Linked DNA regions of Pan troglodytes: regions 1 and 3 are each linked to region 2. A link is a contact called in public Hi-C and HiChIP or PLAC-seq data. All regions are on one chromosome and are shown on one strand. The core of a region is the stretch at or near the end of the contact, and the rest is flanking DNA. Distances in the headings are between cores, read along the strand shown. Region 1 overlaps ELK3 (ETS transcription factor ELK3). Region 2 holds the start of CDK17 (cyclin dependent kinase 17). Region 3 holds the start of ELK3 (ETS transcription factor ELK3).

Evidence for each region. A called contact is a pair of places that touch in the nucleus more often than the background predicts. HiChIP or PLAC-seq counts read pairs in DNA pulled down with a chosen protein or histone mark.
Region 1: a Hi-C map of stem cell-derived neural progenitor cells shows a contact between it and region 2, with 3 times the contacts expected there. The contact joins the enhancer-like site here to the promoter of CDK17 in region 2. A contact is called at or near these places in 1 of 7 Hi-C or Micro-C datasets (stem cell-derived neural progenitor cells) and 1 of 1 datasets of contacts at active chromatin or transcription factors (stem cell-derived excitatory neurons).
Region 3: a contact with region 2 is called in an H3K4me3 HiChIP or PLAC-seq map of stem cell-derived excitatory neurons, with 3 times the contacts expected there. The contact joins the promoter of ELK3 here to the promoter of CDK17 in region 2. A contact is called at or near these places in 1 of 7 Hi-C or Micro-C datasets (stem cell-derived neural progenitor cells) and 1 of 1 datasets of contacts at active chromatin or transcription factors (stem cell-derived excitatory neurons).

What each region holds. Positions count from the first base shown.
Region 1 is chr10:103,056,782-103,061,949 of NHGRI_mPanTro3-v2.0_pri, reverse strand. All of the region lies in intron 1 of ELK3 (ETS transcription factor ELK3), which reads right to left. Among named protein-coding and RNA genes, the nearest start is that of ELK3, 26 kb to the right of the region's middle. Within about 2 kb of position 3,084, at least 3 of the 24 cell types and tissues checked have an H3K27ac peak or open chromatin away from gene starts, as enhancers often do. A contact at or near this core is called in stem cell-derived neural progenitor cells, where this site is marked.
Region 2 is chr10:103,229,948-103,234,523 of NHGRI_mPanTro3-v2.0_pri, reverse strand. CDK17 (cyclin dependent kinase 17) reads left to right here and starts at 1,287. Exons shown (of 17, transcript XM_001147273.7): 1 at 1,287-1,903.
Region 3 is chr10:103,029,817-103,034,954 of NHGRI_mPanTro3-v2.0_pri, reverse strand. It overlaps ELK3 (ETS transcription factor ELK3), which reads right to left and starts at 2,032. Exons shown (of 5, transcript XM_001146444.7): 1 at 1,686-2,032.

The sequences.
Region 1 (5,168 bases), core at 1,835-4,334, 170 kb after region 2:
GAATGGTTTAGCACCATCCCCCTTGGTACCATACTTGAGTTAGTGACTGAGTTCTCATGAGATCTGGTCATTTAACAGTGTGTGGCACCTTGACCCTCGCTTTCTTGCTCTTGCTCCGGCCATGTGACACACCTGCTCCCCTTTTGCCTTCTGCCATGATTGCAGGTTTCCTGAGGCCTCCCCAGAAACCCAGCAGATGCCAGCATCATGCTTCCTGTACAGCCTGCAGAACTGTGAGCCCATTAAACCGCTTTTCTTTATAAATTATACAGTCTTGGGTATTACTCTATAGCAATGTGAGAAATAACTAATATAGTCGGTCTCTAACTAAAATGCTGGACCCCATACTTTATACAGGTGCCTGGAATCTCTCTCCTGTGGTTGTGGTATATGTCTAAGTGTAACTGCCTTTCCTACTATGATGAGCTTCACGAGGAAAGGACTTTGCTGGATTATTTTGTATTGCCAGCACTCTGATAACCCATACAATGCTCAAAGCTGCCCAGTCCGTGGATGCTTGTGAAACCGAACAATCACTGCCAATTGCAGAGACCTTCCCTTTCCCGGCACTCACCATGCTGCAGGTCAAAGCCCACCATCACAGATGCACAGATGGGAAAAGCAATTTCTCCCATGAAGAGACAAAAAGCTATATACACAATGTTATCCTTTTCCTTCAACTCTGGTGTGAACTTTTTAAATGCTATTTCTTCTGGCTAAAATGCTGTTCCTTAGCTTTGGAGCCTGGTGAACTCTTTCTCATCCATTGTGACCCAGCTCAAATAGGGCCTTCTCAAGGAAATTTTTCCCCACTCCTGGGCAGTTTCTCAATTTCAGGCCTTTGAGGACTTTCAGGACAGTAGGTATTGATTCTAAGTAGTAATAATAATAATAATCCATTTGTGTTATCAATCCTCATTACATTTTTTAAAAAGGTGGTTAGACTGGCCTCAAAAGCTTTGCCCAGATCAACTGTTGTGAGTGGCACAGAGAGCTAGGGATCATCCCCTTGGATAGGAGGGAGACACTGAAGTCCTGGTGGGCGGGGGGCAGGGGACTGAACCTGGAGTGACCGCAACCCAGGGGGCAGCTCTGGGAGACCTGGAAGCCAGAATAATTGCCTTGGGGAGGGTTATTTGTACCAATATTGTCAACCCCACAACTCCTCTCAATTAAAGGAAAGTAGACTAGGAGTGCTCTCCAATTACCCACAGGGCATTTTATTTAGGGCTCTTTAAAGGGGATAGTCTTTACAGAAATCAGTATTAACCACAATGGTCTGTAAGACAGTCATTTCATTGCTGGGTCAAAACCACCTCTGCATCTCACAAATCTTGCAAGCCCCCACTTTGCTGGGATGCATGGCAGCTGACGAGTCCCAACTCCTCCTATGAACCACCCTTCTGATGACTCGGATATGAGCCACAACTTTCTTCTCTTCACTGGCACTAAGAACGGCTAACAGTTGTCGCAAATTCTTGAGATTTTCTTGGCCAAACACGTCAGTCAGTCAGCTTTAACGTATCTTTGAAACTTTAAGTGCCTGCTCAGATGAATCTGCTCCTGAGGGCAGAAGGCTGCCGGTGGGTTTGGAGGTCTGCAGGGAAGGGACTGTTGGGCCTCTGCTCACATGCCAGGTGGGAAAGTGGACGGCCACTGCCACCCCCCACTTTTAACTGACATCACGTTCCGAATGGGACAGGAGGGCAGCAGAAACATCTATCCATGTATTTTACGCTTAGCATTTCCACCTGCCTGGCCTCCTCGGAGCTTCTTGTGCATCACAGAATCACTTTTCATTGCAATCCAACCCCATGTGTCAGAGACCATGTTCTGGGCATGACTTATGAGAACCCATATGGCAGACTTGTTAAATGTTCTCAACTGCCCTCTCCTTAGGTGACTGTGTAGCCCTGCACTGGAGTGGCTGTGGGAGGAGTGCTGACATTGGGGCTTTGCCATGTGATTGCATTTGGCCAGGAGACTGACACGGGGAAGTGACAGCATCCCATTGCCGAGCTGGGGTCTTGGAGGCATCATAAATTGGCACTTTTCCTCCTGTGCTATGCTGCCAGGAAGCTGCTGCCCCAGAACGAGACACATGGAGGTGACCTGAACTCAACCCAAAGTCCGAAGCCAAGCCCCACCCGCCCATCATCTGAAGCAGCATCCGTGACACTGACTTGTGAGAAAAATAAATGCCACTGTAAGTCAGTGATCTTGGGGCAACTGGTTACACAGCACCACTGCAGCAAAAAGCTGACTATTAAAATACATGATGTCTTTGTTTAAAAAAAAATTCTCCCTTTGCTGGGGTGCTGTTATCTTTACGCTCTAGAGCTTGTGTTCAAAATCATGAGAAAGGCCAGCTGTGGTGGCTCACGCCTGTAATCCCAGCACTGTGGGAGGCTGAGGCAGGTGGATTACCTGAGGTCAGGAGTTCAAGACCAGCCTGGCCAACATGATGAAATTCCATCTCTACTAAAAATACAAAAAATCAGCTGGGCGTGGTGGCCCGCGCTTATAATCCCAGCTACTTGGGAGGCTGAGGCAGGAGAATAGCTTGAACCCAGGAGGCAGAGGTTGCAGTAAGCCAAGATCGCGCCGCTGCACTGCAGCCTGGACAACAAGAGCGAAACTCCATCTCAAAAAAAAAAAAAAAAAAAAATCACGAAAAAGTATGCTACTAGGTGTGGAGGGATCGGCTGATCACATTTTTACTCAGAGGCCACACATGGGCTAAGTGGCAGCCATGGGTGCTATGGCCATAACCTCAGGCAAAGGTAGAAGGAGAGAAAGAAAGAAAAAGGACAAAAAGGACAGGTGAAAGAGTAGAAAGGGAACCGGCAGAGGAGCAGTGGTGGGGATGGGGACCTACTGCTTCAGGGCCTCCCAGATTTCTGGAATAAAGGAACTCGCCTAGAGAAGGCAAGAGCTGTTCACTAGGAATCACAGAAATGCCCCCACAGTTCAACCAAGCTGCAGGGCTTGGGTGGCAGCTGCAGGCACAGGGGATCATCAGAGGATTACTCAGAGGGGTTGCTATGCGCAACACCGCTCCGGTGGAGGTGACTAAGGGCTCCAGCCTCTCCTGTCTGAGGCATGCCCAGCCTCGCCCCGTGCTGAGGGCCTCGTTCTCCTCTTCTCGCGCTCTCTTGAGCCACTCCTTGAACCTGGTGGATCCACCAGTTTCGATGACTGGGCAGTCATGTAGCCTTCCCGGTGGAAATCGCAGCCAGACATTACTCAGAGCTGAGTCGAAAACTACTTTCCTGTGAGCTTATCATTGCATCTACAAAGATCAGTCACTCCTGTCTGCGCTCAGAAGTCACTCTGGGGTATCGTGGAGCCCCCAGGCAGCTCTGGGACCCACCATCCTCTCTGGCCAGAGCCATCTGCATGATGAAAATGGGTGGCTGTCTGTGGCAGAGGTTTGGGTAGGGGGACAGGTGGGCAGTGGGCCACCAGCTGCCACAGCGCTCTCCATATTGTTTTCGTTCCACTCGATGTAGTTTAACTATGAGATCAAGTTTCATAATTTACACAACTATTTTCACATACAATCACACTGTACATTCCACTGCGCCTCTGCCAGCTGGAAATTTTGCCCTCTGGGGTGTTGGAAAACACAGACTTTGTACCATCATGCTGGGAGGTACGCCCTTCCAATAACCGCTAACACTACAGATTTTCGTAAACTCATCTATATGAGTATCTCTCTCACCAGAAAAAAAATTTAAACGATTTTTTTTTTCTAAATTAATTCCTTGATACCTAGAATCCTTAATGAAGTCCAATGTCTTAACAGGCAGGTACAATAAAGCCCATTTATCTGGATGCCACTTTAAGGAATGTGAGTAATTCAGACAGTACACTGTGGCTTTTATTAAATCAACAATTGAAAAAGTGGTGGTACTTGAGATTTATGTTTGATAGATTATTATGCACATGGAAGCCTGCTCTAAGTTAAAATGTTTCATCTGCCTAACTTTACTTAGCTGATTTCCCACCACTCTGAGCTTCAAAAATGTAGAACACATAAAAGGCATGCTAGAAATCTTTTTTTAAAAATTCCCTTTATCTAATGAGAAAATGCTTATCTTGGCCGGGCGCGGTGGCTCACGCCTGTAATTCCAGCACTTTGCGAGGCCGAGGCGGGCGGATCACAAGGTCAGGAGATCGAGACCATCTCGGCTAACACGGTGAAACCCTGTCTCTACCAAAAATACAAAAAATTAGCCAGGCGTGGTGGCGGGCGCCTGTGGTCCCAGCTAGTCGGGAGGCTGAGGCAGGAGAACGGCGTGAACCCAGGAGGTGGAGCTTGCAGTGAGGAAAGATCGCGCCACTACACTCCAGCCTAGGTGACAGACCGAGACTGTGTCACAAAAAAAAAAAAAAAAAAAGAAAATGCTTATCTTTCCCCTGCCTAGACCCCCGCTTTTTTAAGATTCAGGGGGTATATATGCATGTTTGTTACATGGGTATACTGCATAATGGCGGGGATTGGGCTTCTAGCATACCCACCACCCAAATAGCAAACACCGCACCCAACAGGTAATCTTGCAGCCCTCACTCCCTCCCTCTCTCCCCACTTTTGGAGTCCCCAGTCTATTATTCCCGTCCTTATCAGACCTTATTTTGAATGTACAAAATTTTATCAGGTATTTTAATGCCATTCTTTTTGCAGAATCGAACTCTGTGTTTTCATACTGAGGCCCATCAGTCTGCTTTTAAAGGCATCGCTACTCTTACAGGAAGAGGTGCCCCCTTCACATCTGATACTTTCTGGATTCCTCTGACCTCACCTCAACCTTGCAGCCTGCAGGGCCTTCCCGTCTCTGGCTGGTCTCTCACCATTTCTACCAGCACTGACCAAGACCATGGTCACAGGGGGCTGAGGCCCACCCACTCCTACTCCAGAGGGCAAAACCACCTGTTACTTGCCCCAACTCCTTTCCCTTTGTAATGCAGAGCTGTGATCTGCCATGGTAGAGTGAAGTTAGATGACTTAGAGCAGCTTGTCAAATGTGAATCATATGCATACCTCCTTTAAAGGAGCAGGAGGAAAAGTGATTCATTCTCAGTGTTGACAAATGATTTTTTTTTTTTTTTTTTTTTGAGACGGCATCTCTCTTTGTCCCTCAGGCTGGAGTGCAGTGGTGCGATCT
Region 2 (4,576 bases), core at 38-2,537:
TAACAGTGCTTTTAAACAAAGCGCACTTGTTCTAACGGAAAGCTTGTTATGTATATTTGCATTCTTGGTTGGTAAACAAGTGTTAAATACGCGTAGAGCATAATTGTTGCTAATTTACGGGTCCTGGTAATTTTAGAGGCATGGGAAAAGCCTGATTGACACGTACGATCGTTGGATATAACTGTAGATGCATTTAACTTTGCCAAACAAAATAAGAGAAAGATGTCAGCATGCAGCATTTTTAAGGGGGAAAGGATTCATCCCTAAATCCAAAAAGATAATTCCCCGAAGTTCTTGGCACATAATGTGATTTGAAACTTCAATGCAGCTTCTACTTCCGGGTGTTAACATGGGAAAAAAAATTTATTTCACTTCACAGGACTTTTATGTGGGTTTTTTTTTTCTTGTTTATGTTGTCTACATCCGGTCCCTACTCTCTTCTTTCAATCCTCTCATTATCTCCCTCTAGGGGTTTAAGTTTGTTTTAACTTTATGCTTTTATCCTTATTAGTGGAAAAAAGCGGGTCAGTATTACTTTAGTTTGTCTTCACTGCCACTCTGCTGTTCATTCCTGAACTAGCTTTTAGCCTCTGGGAAAGGAGAAAGTAAAAACAGTTGCAGAAACTGGGCCAACCTCTCGCGGCCCGCCTCCCGCAAGAAAACAAAACCTAACCCGTGCAACAGTAGTCCTTTCTGTTTTCATAGCACCTTGTATTTCTCCGCTTATAACGTTCAGATTTTTATGATAGTTATTGATCATCTTTCATCCCAGCTAGACTCTCCATCCTTAGAGGACTCAGCATATTGCCGGGCACATGATAATATATACAAAACACTGTACTGTAGTTTAAATGAATAGATGCCGTGTGTGTGAGAGACTGCGGCACTAGTACCCACGTACCCACACACAACAAAGGAGAAAAGTTGCAGCCATCAACATTTTTCAGTGTGGGTCCTTTGACACGGACTCTCTAGAAAGTCAGTGGAGAACTGTGGCATGGACACCTTGTACAGTAATTACTTGTATAACTGAAGCACGAGTTTTGGTTTGGTAGCGGGAAGTTGAGGGGCAGGGGGATGTTGGAGTGGCTGAATTATTCACATAATTTCTCCCCCAGTAGCTGCGGACAGGCACTCATTCCGGTGGGGTTCCCTGGCCCCCTCCGCCGCTCCCCGCACGCCCGCACTTCGGAGCTGGGAGTTTCCCGGGGACACCCGCCCCGCCCTGCAGGCCCCGCCCCCGGCCACCGGCCCCGCCCCCGCCGCCGCCGCCGCCGGCAGGGGTCGCGCTGCCCCCGGCGAGCCGCTCAGGCGGGGGTGGGGTAAGCTCCCGCGGCCGGTCGCTTTTCTCCGCCGCCGCTGGTTGGATCGTTTCAATAAAAGTGTTTTTTCTCTTGCACTCGCTCTCCTCCGGGGAACAGGCGGAGGCGTCAATCCGCAGCCGCCGAGTGTGAAAGCGACGCACACGCAAGGAGCGAACGCGGCCGCCCGCAGTCTCCTGAGCTCCTCGCGGGCCGCCGCAGAGCCGCGGAAAAGAAGGAGCCAGCGCCCGGCCAGACAGTCTCGGCCAGACAGTCTCAGCCCGCCGTCGGCGCCCGCCGCGCTCGCGCCCGGCTGCTCCGAGGGGATTAGTGGGCCGTCCGCGCGGCTCGTCGGCGCGGGAGCCATGTTGACCGAGGGACTTGGCAACGCGTGAGACACCCGCGGCCCCTCCCGAGGCTCCGGACCCGCGGCGAGAGCCGGAAGGCGGCTGTGGCGGCGGAGGCCTGCGCTCGGAAGCGCCTCACGTCTGCCGGCCGCTGAGACCCGGACCTGCATCCGGTCGCCGCGGGCGTCCGCGGAGCAGCTTCCCCCCGCGCCTCTCTTCGCCTCGCCTCGGGACCCGCGGTCCCCGCTCTTGCTGGTGAGTTGGCGGCTGGCGTCCGCGCCGCGCTTTCCCCTGGTGTCGGGTCGGCCGCGGGGCCGGGAGGCTGCGTGGGACAGAGGCGGGGGCGGGGGCTACTGGGGGCGCGGGTGGCTCAGGCCCGGTCGGGAAGTTGAGCGAGGAGGCGCGGCGCGGGGGGCTAGCGTGCGCCTGTCACCTCTCCGGTCCAGCGAGGACCCTGGGTCGCCCGGGGATTTCCGGGGCTCGGGTGGGGTGTGAGTGTCTGCTAGCTGCTTCCCAGGAGGCGCCGACAGATATAGACGCCGCCGCCTCCGGTGCTCGCTGCCGCTTTGGTCTGCGGGGGAGGCCGGTCTCCCCGCGAGGCGGAGGAGGGGAAAGAGGCAGAAAGTCCCCCGAGACACAAAGGTCCCCTCGGCGGGGGTGGAGCTGGAGGCGCAGGCGACGCTGCCCGGGAGGGGAAGGAAGGGGCGCGGGTCCGCGGGAGGTGGGCGAGGAGGCGGCGGTCGCGGCGCCTGCAGCTCCTTGGAGACGCTGGGCTGTGCGCGGGTGGGGAGCGCGGAGGAGGAGGAGGAGCCCGCGCGTGGGAGCGGGCAGAGACAAAGATCAGGGCAGCCTCCTGCTGGCGGGTCACACCCCGGAGTGTTGGTCAAGAGCGGAGGTAGAGGGAAGGTGGGAAACCCAGCAAACCGATGGGGAGGGGAAAATGGGGGGAGGAGGGTGCCTAGTGCTGTCTCCGTCGCAGTTGCTTTTCTCAGCATTTTTGTGCCCGATGCTATGCCCGATGCTTTTGCTCCCCAACTCAGCTGGATAGCTCCAGATTCCCTCCCTCCTGTCACCCCCACACTGCCACATTGACTCTCCTGTGGTTTTCCCCTCATTCTCCCCCTACTTTTCACCCACTCCTTTTCGGGTAAGCAGTATTTTGCTTTCAGCTTGGGGAACGTTCGTTAATGACAGGATGTCTGAGCTTGTTCTGACCCTGAACTGCCTTGAACTTCTCTCTCTTCCTCCCACCCTTTCCTTTTCTGGGATCTATAATGTCACATGGCCGTTAACAATTAGCTTTTCTTTTGCAAAAGTGGCAAAAAGCGTTTAGCTGAAATCTGTGGCTCTCGCCTCCTTTATATGAATATGTCCACCAAAGACACCTCGTTGGTCATGTTCTATCACCTCTTCGTCAAATTGACATCAGGTCCTAACAGGTCACTTTCAAGATACAGAAGAGGCAAATTTTGTTTTGAGACTTGGCCATTCCTAGGGTCAGCAAAGTGTATTCCTGGCAGCCAGACCTTCAGTCACTTATCAGGAAATGCTTAACCTAAAGACAGACAATTCTTTCCCCAAACTTTGCTGTTTCTTTTTTGAGTCTTTGTTGAAAGACTTCTTTTAAAAGGCGTTTGTGTGAGAAGATCACAGTAACAAATCTGGCTTATTCTGTTTTAGACTTACTTTCTTAACTCTTGGGCAGAAGAAAATGAATGAGATTTGAAGACCTTTGATACCTTGAGTAGACAAAGCTTCCCTTGAAACTAGAAATAAGACGAAACTAGATTTTAAGGGGAAAAAATTTGCTAGTGGTAATATAATTGGTTTTGTTTCATTTTTTTATGAGTCTGAGGAGTTGACATTAAACGTTGGGCTGTTGCTTTGTTAATGAAGTCATTTCAATTTTTGCAACTCTTAACATCTGCATGCTTCCATAAACAGTGGGTTGGAACAAAAGAAAATGTGGCTAAGGGATATTCCTTAAATTCTTTTTTATGTTATGAGAGAGAATATTGGAATATAAAGAATGTTACTTTATCTGGTAAACCATCTCATAGGCCAGAAGCACTAACAGTTTGAATGGTTTGCTTAAAAAAAAACGGGAGTCTTTGAATTTAAGCTTATGTAAAATTACTATGCAAATATAGGTTATTATTTATTTTTACAGTGAAAATAAAACACTTGAAGTATAAATGGAAAGAAAAAAGCAAAGCCTGTTTAATATAGAGGCATTAATGTTGATATCACTGTACGAACAGTCATAGCTTGCTGCTCACTGCCGTTAAAGGGTTGACATACAAACATTGTGGAAGAGATTTCAGTTTGAGGGCTAGTGTCTGAATTATGGACTCCTTACCCTACTCCACCACTTAAAACATTTTAGAGACTTTTGTGAAACTAACAGGTCATATAATTAATAATTGTTGTTTTATGTACATTTATCGAAAGGCCATATTGAGGATACATTGATTTTTTTTTCTGCATATTTATCAGTATCGAATTAGAAAATTGAACCTTCAGTGTTACTAGATGGAAATCTACCAAAAAGTAGCAAGGTTTCCGAATGGTGGGATTTGTTGGTGATTAAACATTTTTTTCCTGTATTTTACAAGTTTCACATTACATTTACAATGAGAAAAAAATGTAAATGTAGAATTAAAGTCTTGTTAACATCGTAATTTGCCTATTGCTGTACTAAAAGAAGCTTTTATAAAATGTATCATTCTCATCCTTAGATTCAGGCCAGAAAGTAACTTTCAGTGTTAGGTATTTGAAATAATGCAGCCTGTCATATGTACTCTGGTTACCAGAATGAAAAAACAAAAAGAGATACATACATAGTAAGGAAACATGAAATTGGAGGAATTGATCCCCATGTGTATTGCAGCTTCATATACCAGTAGTCTCTAATAAGTCATTGCTTTA
Region 3 (5,138 bases), core at 783-3,282, 200 kb after region 2:
GTGTGTGTGAGCTGCTTATCTCCCCCCACCTCTCAACATACATACACACGCGGGAAAGAAAAACCTGCAAATCTGAAATCCAAAATGGCCAAAGTGACTTCAAAGTTTTCAAGACATGTCCTGAAAAGGCTCGTTGGGCGGCTGCACCCCTAAGTAAATAAAGCCATAACTTGTCTCCTTCCCCAGCGCCGGGCTCCCAGGCTGACAGTGGCTGCACAAAACCCCTCCTGTGCCGAGCAGCGGAAACTCCTAATGAGATTAGTTGGTGTGTGTGCAGACATTACTTAGCAATGACTAAGGGGGCTCTCTCTTCCTGCAGCAGCCAGTGGAAAATTCAAGGAACTTTTTCCCCCTGCAGCAGCAGAATCCCTTTAACCCTCTCCGCAGCCAACTCCAAAAACAATTCAGCCTCCCCTTTCCCCGCCACCCCAGGCTGGAGAACTGGGGTGGGGGGAGTTAAAGACCGGCCAGGGGCTTTCAAATGAGGGAGGGTGGGAGGGGGCTGACGGGGAAGGGGCGGGGGACCCCTCGAACACTACAAAGGAAACTGTAAAAGGCACAAATACATAAACCTAAGAAGGAGCAAACCACAGTTTCTTTGTGAGCTCCTCTAGTGAGTCATTTTCAAGATGCTGTCTGCTGCCAGTTTCAAAGCGGAAGCGCATGGCAATTAGTCTTGCCGTTTCCAGACAAGCCAGAAACTCTCCCGACACTCGTTTTTTTTTTTTCTTTCTAAAAAGCCCCTTTTGCAGTTTCTGAAATAACATTTCTTGCTTCCACCTCCACCCGCCGCCTAACTGCAGCTTGTCCCTAGGATGATTCGGTTCAGAAAAGATAACAAAACCGAGACCTTTTATTTTTGCTTTTTAACTACTCCAAAATCTTAATCCCGCCTCCCCAAAAGTTACAGTAGCGTCACAGGCCAACGTTGAGTTCGAAGGTAAACAGGGATGGGGAGTGGAAGGGGCCCCAAGATCATTTCTTGCCTGGTCCTTCTCCAAAACCATGCCCAATAGAGACCACCGGCTTTTAAATGTCCGACGGGGCGTTCGCCTGGGGCGGTGACCTGGGCGGGGGTCACCTGCCAAGCGAGAGTGGACGCAGCCCCCAGCCCCACACCTTCGCGACCCATGTCCTCCACCGCCCTCTCCATCCCTGTCTTCCTCCCTGGATCCGAGCACCAGTGCACTTTGCCCACTCGAGGGGAGCCTGACTGCGGTCCCAGCTGGAAGGTCGGCGGTGGTCCAGCCTCCAGGCACTCAGCCTGCTCCTGCCACGGTTCTTCCCAGGGACCCGAAGTCTCGCCGTCCCCCGCTCCCCGCGCTGCCTGCAGCGGGGCCCTGGGCGAGCTCCCAGGGTTGCACGCCCGGCGCCCCTTCCTCTGGGGTCGCAGCGGAGCCCCAGGGAGGGGAGACGCGGGCGCAGGGTCCCCGCAGCCCCGGGCCCGGCGCGAGCTCGGGCGACGGCGGTGGCAGCGACGCGGGCGCAGGAGCATCCGCGGCGCCCCCTCCCCGCGGCCGGCCCTCCCGCGCGGACGCACCGCCACCCCCACCCCGGCCCGCAGCCCACCCCGCGGCGCCCCCCGCCCCACCCCCACCGCGCCCAAGAAAAGAAAGAAAAAAAGAAAACACCCCCAAACAAACTTTTTAAGTGTCCGAGCAACAGGCAGAAGCCCTGTTACCTACCCAGATGTGGGGGAGTCTTCTTCGGGGGGAATTTCTAGGAGGACCCGGGCGAAAGCCCCCGACTTTCCATGCTGACAGGCGTCTGCAGACGGTCTGTGGCTCTTGTAATGAGATCCTGATTTTTCCCCCTTTTTTTCTTTCTCTCGCTCCTCTTTTTTTTCCCCCTCTGGTGTGTGTGAGAGCAGGAAGTTGGAGCAGTCAGGCCGAGCCGGCTCACTTCCTTTACTGCATTATTCCCCAGGCGGTGTGCAGTCTGTGTAAACAGGCTTTTCCGCCCCGCGCCGCGCGCCCCGGCCGCGGCTGTGCGCCGGGGCTGGCCGCCCAGGCCCGCGCCTCCCCCGCCGCCCCGGCCCCGTGCGCGCCCCGCACCGCCCCCACCCGCCCCGCTTCCTGCGCGGCCACCCCGGGGAGGAGCCTCCGACCCGCGGCGACTCCGCGCGGCCGCAGCCCCTCCCAACGGGGAGGGGGGTGCGCCCGCAACCCGCAGAAGCCGCCGCGCTTCCCGGGACGCCGGGAATCCCTCCTCACCTCAACCCCTGGGGGTCGAGCGCTCGGGGCACCACGACGGGGTCGTGCCCTGCGCAGTTGGCCCGGGAGGGGGGTCCCGAGGTGGGGAGGCGGCTGGACTCGCTGTTTCCCATCCGCTGGGATGGAAGAGTTGGGGGGCAGAGGGGAATCGAGAGTGGGGTTCAAAGTTTGGTTGCTCTGGGGAAAGGACTGCTTTTCCTGTGGGTGCGGGCACAATTTCCGTCTGGGGTTGGAGATGGACACCGTTCCTGTCTGGGTTTTCGGTATTTTAAAAGCCAGCCCTCGGCCGGGCGTGCTGGCTCACGCCTGTAATCTGAGCACTTTGGGAGGCCAAGGCGGATGGATCACCTAAGGTCAGGAGTTCGAGACCAGCCTGGCCAACACGGTGAAACCCCCCCCGTCTGTACTAAAAATACCAAAACAACAACAACAACAAAAACAGCCAGGTGTGGTGGTGGGTCCCTATAATCCCAGCTACTTGGCAGGCTGAGGCGAGAGAATCGCTTGAACCTGGGAGGCAGAGGTTGAAGAATCGCTTGAACCTGGGAGGCAGGGGTTTCAGTGAGCCGAGATCGCCCCATTGCACTCCAGCCTGGGCAACTAGCGAAACTCCGTCTCAAAAAAATAAAAAAGCCAGCCCTCAGCTGGGGGGCGAGCCTGTGGGGAAAGGATAAGGAGCCACAACACTGGTAGTCATGGAAATAATGCCCGCAGGGTCAGAGACTGAGGCTTGAAGGGAGCCTCTGTGGTCTCAGAACTGGTCTTCACGCCTCCACATCCCTCAAGGAGGTCCTGCCTCTGAGGGCTCAGGCCAGGCTCTGATGGGAGAGCCTGCCCATTGCCCTAGGCTGAGACAAGGTTGGGGGGGATGCCTGTTGAAGAGCCTCTCCCTTCCCAGGCCTGCGCCCCAACCTCACTGCTCACCTTCCAGAACCTTCCATTCCCATGCCGCCACTTAGCAGCCCAGACCCCTGGTTTTCAAACTTGACCCAAGGGGCTTGTTAAACCACTAGTGGCTGGGCCTCTCCTGGAGTCCCAGATTCAGTAGGTCTGGGGTGGTTCCCGGCCCCGGCTAATGTCAGAATCACCTGGGGAGTGTTTTGACACTCTCCAACAATAGACTCAACCCAGGCCAATTAAGTCAGATTCTGTGGGGGCCGGGTGTGAGTCCTTTCAAAAGGACCACATTCTAAGAGTTCCTCCACTACGTTTGCTTCTAGTTTTGCAGTCTCTCCTGAAAGATTATTTTGTTTACAAATTTCTCACTGCCATCAACTGTGAGCTTCTAAAGGGCACGGGGTATGTTTTACTGATTAGTACCACATCCCAGCTCCAAGTGCCTATCAGAGCATACAGGTGATAGGAATTTCCTTCGGGCATTTGCTTCAGGGCTTCTGTGGGTAGTCCACTGGAAAGGGTGGGAGAGTGCCCTCCAGACCTCTGAGAAGGAGTGGGAAACCCGTGGGGTGTAGGGTGGGGGCACGGTAGGAGAGTGGGGCAGAAGGAGAAGATATGGAAAAGAGGGCTGCTTATCAACCCCTGATTTCCCACAGCTAATTTTCCACTTACGGTATTATCGTTTTAATCCCTAGTCATCTTCTTCTGTCACTCAGCAGAACACCTATGGTGTCCCTATATGATCCAGCTGTTGGACTGAGAGAATGTAAACTTATTATCCTCAGGGAAAAAAAAAATCCACACAGTTAAGAACTCATGTTGCTTTGCTTTAGGAGGTATATGCCTGAAAGAAACCGGTCTGAAAAGGCTATGTTCTGTATGATTCCAAACTATATGACATTTTGTAAAAGGCACTATGGAGATAGTAAAAAAGATCAGTGGTTGTCAGGGGTTAGCAGGGAGGGAGGGGTGGACAGGAGGAGCACAGAGGGCAAGGAAACTACTACTCGGTATGATACTATAATGGTGGACACATTTGTTAAAACCCACAGAATATACAACACCAAGAATGAACTCTAATGTAAACCATGGACTTTGGGTGATAATGATGTGTCAATGTAGATTCAATTACAACAAAGGTACCCCTCTGGTGGGGGATGTTGATGATTGAGGAAGCTGTACACGTGTCAGGGCAGGAGGTATATGGGAAACCGCTGTGCCTCCTTCTCAGTTTTGCTGTGAGTCTAAAATCACTTTAGGGTTGGGCATAGTGGCTCACGCCTGTAATCCCAACACTTTGGGAGGCTGAGGTGGATGGATCACCTGAGGTCAGAAGTTCGAGACCAGCCTGGTCAACATGGTGAACCCCCATCTCTACTAACAATACAAAACTTAGCCAGGTATGGTGGCAGACACCTGTAATTCCAGCTACTCAGGAGGCTGAGGCACGAGAATTGCTTGAACCTGGGATGTGGAGTTTGCAGTGAGCCAAGATCAAGCCACTGCACTCCAGCCTGGGTGACAGAGTGAAATTGTGTCTCAAAAAAATTTAAAAAAATAAATCACTTTAAAAAAATAGTGAAAAATAGTCTAGGGGCCAGGTGTGGTGATACTACTATCACCTATAATACCAGCTACTCAGGAGGCCAAGGCAGGAGGATCGCTTGAGCCCAAGAGTTCACACTCCAGCCTGGGCAACAAAGTGAGACCCTGTTTCTTTTTCTCTTTTTTTTTTTTTTTTTTTTTTTGAGACAGAGTCTTGCTCTGTCACCCAGGCTGGAGCACAATGATGCGATCTCTGCTCACTGCAACCTCCACCTCCCGGGTTCAAGCAATTCTCCTGCCTCAGCCTCCTGAGTAGCTCGGATTACAGACACGCACCACCATGCCTGGCTAATTTTTGTATTTTTAGTAGAGACGGGGTTTCACCATGTTGGTCAGGCTGGTCTCGAACCCCTGACCTCGTGATCTGCCCACCTCGGCCTCCCAAAGTGCTGGGATTACATGTGTGAGCCAGCGCACCCGGTC